2 separate regions of the Mus musculus genome follow, and region 2 is linked to region 1. Evidence: chromatin contacts called from public promoter capture Hi-C data. All regions are on one chromosome and are shown on one strand. The core of a region is the stretch at or near the end of the contact, and the rest is flanking DNA. Distances in the headings are between cores, read along the strand shown.

Region 1 (5,550 bases), core at 458-2,957:
GTCCTAGAGGTCTGCTTGCTGTGATTTGACAGAGATTCTCTACTTCCTCCTCAAACCTCCTTCAGCCAATTTCCTCCTGTTTGTAGGGACGGAGTAGAGTGTGACAGGCTAGTACACTGTTTCCACTGGACCTTTGAGAGAATAAAGGTACAATATAGGGAGCAGCATATCCAGAAATGGCAGTCACTTCCTGCCCCTCTACAGAGCAGCTACAATACTGGCTAGAAAAGTCTGTGGTGAAGTGGGAATTGAAAGGGCAACCTTCTAAAGGTTTACAGGTCTGGGGTAGAGTGCTGTAGGAAGGAGCCACTGAGTATCCAGAAAAGTAAGAAAACCCCGAAGAGTCCACACCACCGTGAGAGGTCAAACCATGATACTCTCTGCCTATGTCTTACTTCTCACCTTTGGGCACCGAGCCCACTCGGTCTCATTTCACAAGGTGAACTTGGCTATAGGGGACCACAATACCTACCCAAAGTTACTCCGTGCTCCTCGGCACATTCCACTTTTCTTAATTGCTTCCAATTTCCTTTTCTCAGGTTTGCTGTTCCAGGAAAAAGGGTTCTAAATTAACGCTCTACAAAGTCCCCCTACATGTTGGTTTGCAAAATTAATGATCCTCATGGCAGAGCAAATTAATCTTTGATGCTTGGTTGACGCTAAAGACAAAACTCACTGGGGCCCTCTTAAGACACAGAATCAGAGTCGTCCCCCACCCCCGCCCCTTTTCCCTTCCGTGCCAGCTACATCCACAAAGTAGGCAGTGCATTACATCTCAGAAGCCCATCTCTGAATCTTGTCGTCAGTCTGTGCAGGGGCTGTGCAAGGTGCTCAGAAGCTAGGAGAGGCTACGCAGTGGAAGCCACCAGATAGATGGTCACAGGAGAAGTTCCACTTGCACTTTCTACAGCTACTGAGGAGACGTGTTGCTCCACTGAAAGAACACTACTTGCTTCAATTTTAGGGAGACTATGACAGCATCTGCGAGAGCCCACAGCACAGGTCTGAGGGCTTGCAGAGAGATCTCAGAAAGGACTGGAAGCTCTCGCACTGCTACTGTAGTTCTAGCCAGAAGCGTTTGCTACATTGCAATGCTCAATTCCTTTTAGCTTAAAAAAAAAAAAAAAATTAAAGCTACACGCCTGTCAAAAGGACACTTTCTGAGAGGGCACCCATCAGCAATCATCCCACTCCGCGCAGGGTCGCGGCTGGAGGCACGGTACTCCGTCCTCCTCCTCCCAGGTCTGGGAAAGCCAGATGTTTGGGAGGGTCTGGCTAAGCCCGCTCCACGATCCCGCCCGAGCCCTGGCACTATGAAAGAAGCTAGTGTCCTTTCATTTGTCGGGTGTGAACCATAGCCTCGGGTTGGGCCTTTGGGAGAAAATTCAGTCCCCCTTCAAGTCCACCTCCGAGTCAGGGCTGTAAGAAGAGTGGCGGGCGCGGGCTCCAGGACTCTCGCGTCTCCTTTGTGCTATAAGCCGCTCTCGGCCGGTTCCCGCTCCTCTCCCACAGAACGTGGAGGACGCGCGCTGGGCCAGGGCGACCCTAAGGGACCCGCCCGCAGGGCCCTCTGGTGGTAGCACCTGGCGGCCAGGCCACAACCGAGGGGCGGGGCCGGGCTGGGCGGGGGTTGGCGGGGGAGGGGGGGAATCTCCGCGCGCACGAGTCCGCGCGCTCGCCGCGTCCGGCGCACGCGCGAGGCCGGGAGGAGCGCGCCCCGGCGGCGACGGCGGGAGCGGAGCGGCTGAGAGAGGCTGGCCGCGCGGGCCGGCGGGCAGCGGCAGCGCCCGGAGCCGGGCGAAGGGCGAGGCCGGCGGGGACGGCGGAAGTCGCCCGCCCGACCGCGAGCCCCTGAGTCGGTAGATGGGGCTGCGCGGCGCCCGCGACTGATGAGTGGAGCGGCGGCGCGGAGGCGGCCGAGGTGCGAGCCGGTGAGTGGCGGCCCCACGCGGTGCGGTAACGGCCGGCCCCGGAGCCCCAAGCCCGGCGGCGCCACGCGGGCCCCGCCCCTGCCACCTGGGCGCGGGAGCCGTGGCGTGTCCCTCGCGCGCCCCTCGCCCCACGCGTCCCCCGCGGGCCGCCCCTTCCGGGCGGGGCCGGCCGCCTCCCTCTGCGGCGCGGGCGCCTCGGCGTGGACCCGGGCGGGCGAGCGAGCGGGCTGGCGCTGGGACTGACACCTTTGGGGGCTCAGAGATCCCGGGGAGGAGGCTTGCTGCAACTCCTGCTGCCACTTCCGAGCCACGAGGTTCCAGTTGTTTGGCTAAAGTGGCGGTGGGCGAGCACACGCCTCTGCGGGGGCGGTCGCCGCTCAGCGCGTGCTCTCCGAGCTGGACACATTTGCCTGAAAGCAGAAAGGTGCCTGCCTTCTCTTCCCCCACTTCTATTTTGGCCGGACGGCAGGCCGGAGGGGAGTAGATGCAAGATCGGACAGCGCGGTGACAGCTTGTGGATTGGTTGGGGTGTCTTTGGTTATTTTTCTTGCTGGGGGGACTCTTTTTTTTTTTTTTTAACACTTTATTGGGAGTTTATTCTCAAGGTACCAGTTCCTGGGATCGCAGCTCGAGAAAACATTCATTAAGCTCCCCTTTTCTGGGGTGAGTATTTGTGTAGGTGGGGAGAAGGGTGAGGAAGAGACTCAAGGCTGTAGGCAAGGCTCAGAAAATTCTCCGCATTACTCAAAAAGCAGCCGGTTAAGGTCAGGCTAGCCATGCTTTTACTCTTTTCCTACGCCTCTGGGAATTCTTGGAATTTTACTTTAGCCCTCCTGAATGGGGTTCCTTGTCATATAGCTGACAGCATTCGGGGTGCGTTAAATTGGTCTTCACTTGGAATATGAGTTAGCAGCCATTTCTTCCCATGTGGTGTTTCAGGTCATTATTTCTTTTTTGGAAACTTACATACGTCTCATGTGTACTAAAACTATCTCAGCCTTGGTTAAGGGTAAATTTTGGTACACTGGTCAAACAATGCACCAGCCTTTGGCTGTGTAGTTATGATAAACTACTAGGCCTGATTGTAGTTTTGTGGTTAGAGGCCTTATTGCTCTGTAAACAAATAACTTTGGGGGTTGTTTCATTTTGAGGTCATTTGTTTCTTAAAGCTTTCATATATTTAAATTATTAAATTATTGTTTAAATACATACATTGCTCTATAAGGCTCATGTTTCTTTTATTCCAAATTAGGGTTACATAATGCAAAAATGGTTACACTTTGAGTTGCTCTATTTTGTCCTATGGAGACTACAGGCTATGTAGGAGCGCGGGCTTATGGTGTGTGTGTGTGTGTGTGTGTGTGTGTGTGTGTCTTGTAATTATTGCAGTGAATCTCATTTCCACCTTGGAATATTGAAACACACACACACACAAAGTTTTGAGGTAAAAATATCAAGCTGTTAGAGTTAAGTTTGATAGCTCTGTACAAGACAATCCTTTTTTCTCCTCTTCAGGAAAACTGTTGGATTTTATAATTTTTTTAAAAAAAATATTTGAGGGAGCAATTTGCTTTTTTTCCTAAGCTCATTTTTTTTTTCCCCCTGAAGCTGAAATTGTGTCAGAAGGCTACCCAGGCTGCTTCTCTCCTTTCCCTTTAAATTTGAGATTGAAAACAAAAAAGACAGTCACAAGACCCTGGGTACCTGTTTTATAATGTTTTAAAATTGTGTTGCTTGTTTGACTATATACCATACCTATATGAGCTTTACCTCTGAATAATGGAAGATTATCAGAAGACAACAGATGTTTTAATTAAATGCTTTGCACATTTTGGACATCTGAGCTTTATCAGAAGTGGGTGACATCCGCAAATCATTTCTGAGAGAGTGAGTTGCAAACAATACAGAGCTCAAGCTAGTCAGACAGTTAAAACACTAATAAAATTAATACAGAGAAAGGTAGGAAGACCTGATTGTATTGTTTATGTCATGTACAGTCAATGCGGATTACTAGTGAGAAGGGAACTTTTGTAAATTGTAAGTTGGGTATGTAGTAAAGCTGATAAATTCTCATTTTCCATGTATTTCTTTTGATATGTAACTAAATTTGTATCAGAACTGATCTTCAAGTAAATGTAGTTACAAAGGATATGCTGATATTTAGGGATGGTCAAGCAGATTTGAAAAGTACTCATCTATTTGAGATAACTGTCATCCCCAGAAAAATCTATCGAGAAAAATTATTGTAGTTTTGTTTTACTGTTAGTTTTTTTCCTTCCAAAATAGTGCTGTGTTCATAAACATGGGATCTGAAATCATGATGCTCTCGCTACTCTCGTGTGGGGTACTAGTATTTGATTACATTTTTGTCTAATTATAGGCACCAGCTTTACCTAGAGTATTTTTGGTTGGAGTCAAAGCCAGGGCAGTGATTAGCCCAGACGTGGCTGTCATTTATTTGTGACCACTTGGGGGAGCCTTTGCAGTTCATCTCAACAGATCCCTGCTCTGCGTGCTCTGGCTGCTAATCGTCCTGGGCGCTTTGCCAAACTGCTGGAGCGGCTGCTAAGGAGGCTGCATTGAGAACCGAGTCTGGAGCTCAGTGTGTGTGATGCCTTCTCCTCTAACTCACACTCCACTCCACTCACCAAATACCTCTCCTCATAGACTTAGTAACAGTGTACTTTTTGGGCTACTGCTAGTTCCATGGGCTAACTAACCATGAAATCTTGGATTCATGAGTGCTTCCAGAGAGCTGATTTTACTGGCATTAATCTTAGGAGCAGTGCAGGCTTGATGTACACAGATGGTAGTTGTGTTGAAGGGTCTGGGGAGATCATCACTCTTGTATGAAATATACTAACTCCAAACCTTTTTAGAGCAGATTAGGCTCCTTTTAAAAACTTTTAGAGGAAGAGATAGCAAAGCACCTCTTTTAGTTAAATCTGTGTTCATGTTTGTGCAGAGAAAAGGTGGTCTTCTGTTAAAAACCTATACTCTTTGACCGTTTGATTATTCTTCTGTAGTATAATAAAGTCAGATTTATACATTTTCTTTTCTGACAATATTTAACCTTGTTCTGGCCATTTCAGAATGTGAGCTCACTTAAACAAAGTAAAATGCATTTTAGCAAGTCAGAGAGAAGGTAACTTATGGCCTCCCTTAATTATGATAGAATAACTCAAAGACCTTTCTCAAATTTTCTGCATGGTACATTCATCCACATAATGATGAACAATTTGGAGTAGTTCCTATCTTCTAAATTGCTTCTTTTTTTCTTTAAAAGAAACTTTAAGACAATTTTACTTTTGTCCTGAAATTCATCTTTCCTTTCCTTTAAAAAAAAAAAAAAAAGATGTATTTTGTATGTGTGTGGGTGTGCCTGAGTGTATGCCTGTGTGCCACATACACGTGTTGCCCATGGCGGTTAGGAGAAGCCATTGGAGCCAATGAAAGCATGCTTACAGGTGGTTGTGAGGTCCCGCATATGGGTGCTGAGAACTGCACCTCAGTCCTGGAAGAGAAGTGAGCGCTTTGAATGCTCAGCCCCGCTTGTTGGTTTGTTTGTTTGTTTGTTTTTCAGTGTAACATACCAGAAGAGACATATTCTGCTTAGTTA
Region 2 (5,609 bases), core at 10-2,509, 2.1 Mb after region 1:
GGGAGGAGGGCTGCTCGCTGGTGTTCTCATCCCCCAAGTCTGGGTGAGCAGGGGCCAGAGCTGAGGACGTCTTGGTGTGGGGCCCTAAGCCGGACGTGGATTTTTACAGCATCCCCACGCCCAAATATTAAAAACAAGTTCAGAAGGTCAGCCTGCCGTCAGTTTGGGCCAAGGCCTACGGCTGCCGCGCGGGCTTCTGGTCCTCTGCTCCTTCCTTGTGGGTCTGTCTGTCTGTCTGTCTGCCCGTCTGACTTGAGCCCTCGGTTGAGCTCTGCTTACCCAGGGAGTCCTTCTCCGGCGAAGCTTTACTGTTTTCTGAAGGGGCTGGAGACAGCTCCTCAGCCGCCGAGGATGACGCGTGTGCCTCCTCGTCGCCCTGCGAGCCGCCGCCACCGGTGCAAACCAGAGTGGGTGGTGGCGTGGAGTCTAGGACTCGCTCCTTCCCGGCTGCCTCGGTCGAGCCAGAGGCCAGTGCGGGCGGCGGGTCGAAACCGCGCCCCGGGGGCTGCGCAGGAAAGGGACTAGCGAGCTGCTGCGTGCCGCCGCCGCCACTGCCGAAGCCCTTGGCCGTGCCGTAGGCCTGCGACAGGCGGAAGTAGCCGGGTACTGGCACTCCGCTGGAGGCGCCCAGGGCGCAGCCGTCGGGCGGCGGGCCCCGCGGGAAAGGGGCCAGATCAGCGGCGGCCGAGCCCTTGGGGCATTTGTCCGCAGCATCGTAGAGGCAGTAGGAGCTCTCTTCTTTGATGTTCTGCGCAAAAGAACACGAAGTGGCCTGTGGCTGGGGTTGAGGTGGCTGCGGCGGGGGCGGCGGCGGCTGCTGCTGCTGCTGCTGGGGTTGTGGCTGCGGTGGCGGCGGCCCGTCGGGCGGCTCCATCCGGCAGGAGCGGGGCGCGTCCAGCCACAGGTCTAGGGGCGCGGGCGCGTAGCCATGCGTCCCAGGACCCAGGCCCCCGCTGCCACCACCGCCACCGCCTCCGGGCGACGGCGCTTCATTACGCTTGCTGCCCAGCGCGGGGAAGAGCCCGCAGCTTTGCAGCCCGTAGGGCAGGTCGCTGGCAGGCGGCAGGTAGACCCCACCGTGGGCGTAGTAGCCACCTCCACCGCCCCCCGCGCTACCGCCACCAACACCAGCCTCGCCTCTGCCTGAGCTGATGAGCGAGTCGACCAAAAAGGAGTTCGCGGCAGGGCTCTCCGAGCATGACATTGTTGTGGGATAATTTGGCGAAGGGAGCAGATAGCCCTTTCTGGCTGACATTTCTTGTGCAAAACATGCTGAATACGATTAGCAATCCCCCCCGCACCGCGGCGGGCGCTTGCAGCCAATCCCGAGCCAGAGTTTCCACGCGACCACTCCCAGTTTGGTTTCGTAGGCGCGGGGCCGCTCTCTGAGGGCGCCCTCGGAGCCCGCGATTGATATAAATATGTAATCTGTATTGATGGGCCAGAAGACGCACGCCTGACACCTATGGCTCAAAGGCCGGAACTGTGGGGGCTGCCTCAAAGTGGAGGTTGGGGGACCTGGCTCTTGAACCTGTACCCCCCCCCCCCCCATGCAAGGGACTATTTGGAAGCACCCTTGGGCTCTGCGCTGTTAACAAGTGGAGTGTTTATGATGTGCACCCCAGCCAACCTTGGGTGCTCCCATGTCTGCTATGGAGTGGCCATGAGTCCCCGTCGCCTTGATCATTTAAACGGGCCCTGTAGCAGGCTAGCTATCCTATACATTTCTGGGCCTGGAGCTGGCCTCAATTCTTAAGTTTGGCTTCCCAAAGTGGCTGGTAAAAAAGTCATACTAAGGCTGTCAAGATCTTTGGACGGTCCAGAACCTACAGTAAACCAGTACGGCCTCAAACATCTCACAAAGAATGAATATTGTCCGAAATCCATCGGCCGATGATCAATGCCTGGATCCTCTGTCCTCACTGTCTTACACCATCCTCTGGTCAGTGAAGGTTTTTCTCCTTCACTGTGATCAATCGGTTCATGCTCTCTACTCCTGTCATCCAACCTTGCACAGCTGCCTTAGTGAGGTGAAAAATCAATAGACTGGCAAGAGCCCACCACCACCACCACCACCACTCCCGACCTCCCAAACCACAGTTCAGAGGCAAACGCATACTCCCCATCCTCTACCTTTAGAGGACTAGAATGCTGGCTTTGGGTCTCTGGCCTTTCTGTGCTGGCAGAACTGGAAGGAAAACCTTGGGAGAATGTGTCTAGCAAATACCTCCGCCACACTGCTTTCTCTCTCGCTCTCCTTTGAGCCTAAACATTCCTTGGCTCCAGGAGGTTCTGACCAAACCTGTCTGTACCCCACTCTACCCCCAAAGACATGGCGAGGGCAGTCCTTTTCCCAGCCATTTTTGTCGTATACTGTGCACATTTTAACAAGGTGGTGATGAGGAAGTCCATTCCCTAGGAGGCTGAGCTGGGTTTGGGCCCTATTATAAGAGACTCTAGAGCCCAGGGTGCTACCTTTGGGCAATTGAAAATGGTCAGCCTACGGCATGCTAGCCCCCAAATGTGGACCTTATATCAAACTTAGGAAAGGTGACCTTTTTCGGCAGGATCCATGGAGCTTGCATAGTGGATGCTTTACTTCTGACCTGTGGGTTACAGGGTCTCCAGGATGCCCCAGTCCTGCCAGCTCCAGTTGGAACTAGAGAGCTACTGACTGCCCAGGACCCTTGAACCACATTGTTCAGACCTCTGCAAATGGCAGGGAGAGAGTCTTGCTTTTAGTTGGCTATATTCTGGTTCCTCCCAAAAGGAATCCAGGACAAAAACAACCCTGATAGCACTCTGAGAGGGAGAGGACACAGGGAAGCTGACCAGGTAGAGGCTAGGCTCTGGCTTCTGAGATGCAAGACACTGCAGTTGGTTGCAGCTGCTTGGCAAGCCCACACCCAGGAGGCTATGCCTCTGCTAATACTCAAGAGGAATCTCTGCCAGTTCTACCTCTGTCTCTCGAGAGGTGATGGGTGGGAGGCCTGGGTATCTGAGCATCTAAATGTAAAAGAAAGGGATAAAGAAAGAAAGAGGGACAGAAGGGGAAGAAGGAGGCAAGGAGACAAGGGAGGAAAGGAAAGAGAGAAAGAAATTCAGATGAGCAGCAGCTCTCTGCAGACAGCCTCTCTGGAAAATAAAAGCTGGGTCTATGTGAGACACCATTAACTATCTGATTTGCTTCTGTACCCAAGGCCAAGGCAAATTTTCACACAGATAGGCCTTGTTACCCTACCTTAAGCTTCCAGATGTGCGTGGTCCTTGCTCTGTTCACTAGATAGGTGGAACTCCTGTGTTCAACAGTGCCACCTGGAAATGTCCTGAATCTGGGACTGCTTGAAAAGGCACTTGACTCTCCAGCACTTCTGATACCTCTCTGGAAAGCTGTTATGTGGGAAAGTGGGTCCCAAGAGCGCTGACTATTCCTTGAGGAAAAGGAGCTCTAGTAGGTCAGCAGGCCTGTGAGCCAGGCTCCTGAGCCGTCCCTGTCTGGATCTCACACAAAAAGGAGTTTCCCTGGCTGAGGTTTTTAAAGAACCAGTGGCCATTGAAGAGTGTGTTGGAGATAACAGAGGCTACAAGGATAAGGTAAAAGACAGTGATAGAGACAGCATCTTTCTTAACCTTCCAGGGTTACAGGGAACCTTCTGAGTAGTCCAAGGGTAGTTCTGACTTATCTTGTAAAACAAAACAAAACAAAACAAAACCCCCTACATCTGTGCATTCCCATGATTTGACCCATCATTTTCCAAGAGTTCATATCACCCACCGCAAGCCGTTCCCTCAAATTCTCTAGAGGGCTCTCCTTGGACTCAGCGGGCCCCTGCCTATTTGTCTGGTAAGACAAGCCAGGTGCCCAACTGCAAGCTACTTAGGTTAGTCCTAGCCAAGGCCTTGTAGGATAGCCAAATGGGTTTCTAGGTTGTATGGGATTCAGAAGCCCGCACTTGCTGGGCAAGGTTTAAAGGCTCGGCTCCAGTACTGCATTACACTACAACGGCTGCCTCTACTAAAGAAGGAGGAAACTGGATCACTTGCTACCAGCCTCACAGACCATGGCATTGGTAATTGAATGTTCACCAACCTTTTTGGGAGCAGTTACGTTGTTCTCAACATTCCCCTAGCAAGAAACCAAACAGGGTGCTTAATTTAGGGTTTCCTTTCTTTTCCTGTTCAGTGTGTGAGCCTTTATAGCAACCCCTCTCTGACTGGGGATCTCGGTCCTACTCTCATTGAGACTGGCTGAGCAAGGGAACAACAGAACCTACCATGGACCACCGCCCAGTATCTGGCAGACTGGACTGGAGTGGTTGTCTTAAAGTAAATACAGTGACTCAGAAGCTCAAGTTAAATGTGGCGGTGGGCTGAGTGCCTGCTGGGCTTTTTTGAGTCTGGAGCCCCAGGCATCCCTCAGGCAGCCTGAAGGCTCCAGTGTCTCCCTAGACTACAACAATGAGGTGTTAGCCTCCTCAATAAAAATATTCTGTTTATTGAGCTCCTTGCCTTTATGGAGATTCACCATCCCTGGGAGATTAAGTCTAGCCATCCCCCTTTCTTTCTTTTCTCCTTTGCCCTTCCCTTTAGCAGCTGAATTCCCCTTTCCTTCTTGGGATGCCTTTGACCTAAAACCCTTGGTGCCTGCTGGCCTTAACCAGGCCTGTTCAGCAATCACATCGATGCCGCCACCGCCAGAGTCTGTGTTTGTTCGGGAGTAAATATTGTCGGTTTTCTTCCTGGTGATAACACACATTCTCTCCACCGAGAGAAATGCCAGGCAAACGAATCAAGAAAGTGTAACCATTATTCTGCTTTTTACTTAGTAACAGATTCTCTTCCTGAGTAGGCCCTTACAAGCTTCCCAAATACATTCTTAATAGGAAAATAACTTTCACCAGGACAAAACAAGACAAAAAACAACCAAAAAATAAAAAAAAATACATAAATACATAAATAAATCCAGGTCCTGAGAATGAAATAACAAATCTGTTTGTACCCAAAAGTCATTCTCAATGTTTTTGGGGTTCTCAGCTATCTAGGGGGCTGTAGTGCTGGATTGAGGCTTCATGAAGGAAAGTGAACACAGCTTCAATGTGTCCAGCATTAACACAGTTTCAGAAATTCTCCCATTCATATATTTATGAATAACTAGAATTTTTTTCCATGAGCAAAATTGCTTTTCTGCTTTTCTTTATGAATGTTGACATTCCATATTTAATGTGCGGGCTTTTCTTTCTTTCTCTTTGTTTGTTTGATTTTTTTGTTGTTTTGTTGTTGTTTACCAGGTTCAATCTGTCCTTAAAATATTTAAAAAAATTTTTCCCTCTAAATCCTACTATTGAGCTGGCCCTCGATCTTTAGCAGGGCAAGTATTGCGTCCTTTTGTCAGACATTTTGAAGTACCAGTGCTATTAGTTTTGTAGGGAAGGAACTGGTTCTGGCCTTAACACTGGAAGCAGCTCAGGCTCATGGGGAGTGCAAGAAGGTGCCCGTCCTACTGCCTGCACTTCACAGAGTGGGCCCTCACGGCTGCTCCGGTTGCCCTTTTTTTTTCCTGGCATGGCTTAGGAGCCCATGCTTAACAAAACTAGTGATTCATAAGCACA

The links. Promoter capture Hi-C pulls out the DNA fragments that hold promoters and counts their contacts.
Region 2: a promoter capture Hi-C map of pre-B cells shows a contact between it and region 1, with 5 times the contacts expected there. The contact joins the promoter of Hoxa10 here to the promoter of Mpp6 in region 1.

Annotation. Positions count from the first base shown.
Region 1 is chr6:50,108,534-50,114,083 of GRCm38.p6, forward strand. Mpp6 (membrane protein, palmitoylated 6 (MAGUK p55 subfamily member 6)) reads left to right here and starts at 1,708. Exons shown (of 13, transcript NM_019939.2): 1 at 1,708-1,931. It overlaps Gm38805 (a long non-coding RNA gene), which reads right to left and starts at 1,624. Exons shown (of 3, transcript XR_869061.1): 1 at 1,407-1,624; 2 at 473-544; 3 at 1-131.
Region 2 is chr6:52,233,680-52,239,288 of GRCm38.p6, forward strand. It overlaps Hoxa10 (homeobox A10), which reads right to left and starts at 1,260. Exons shown (of 2, transcript NM_008263.3): 1 at 280-1,260. The coding sequence starts at 1,255.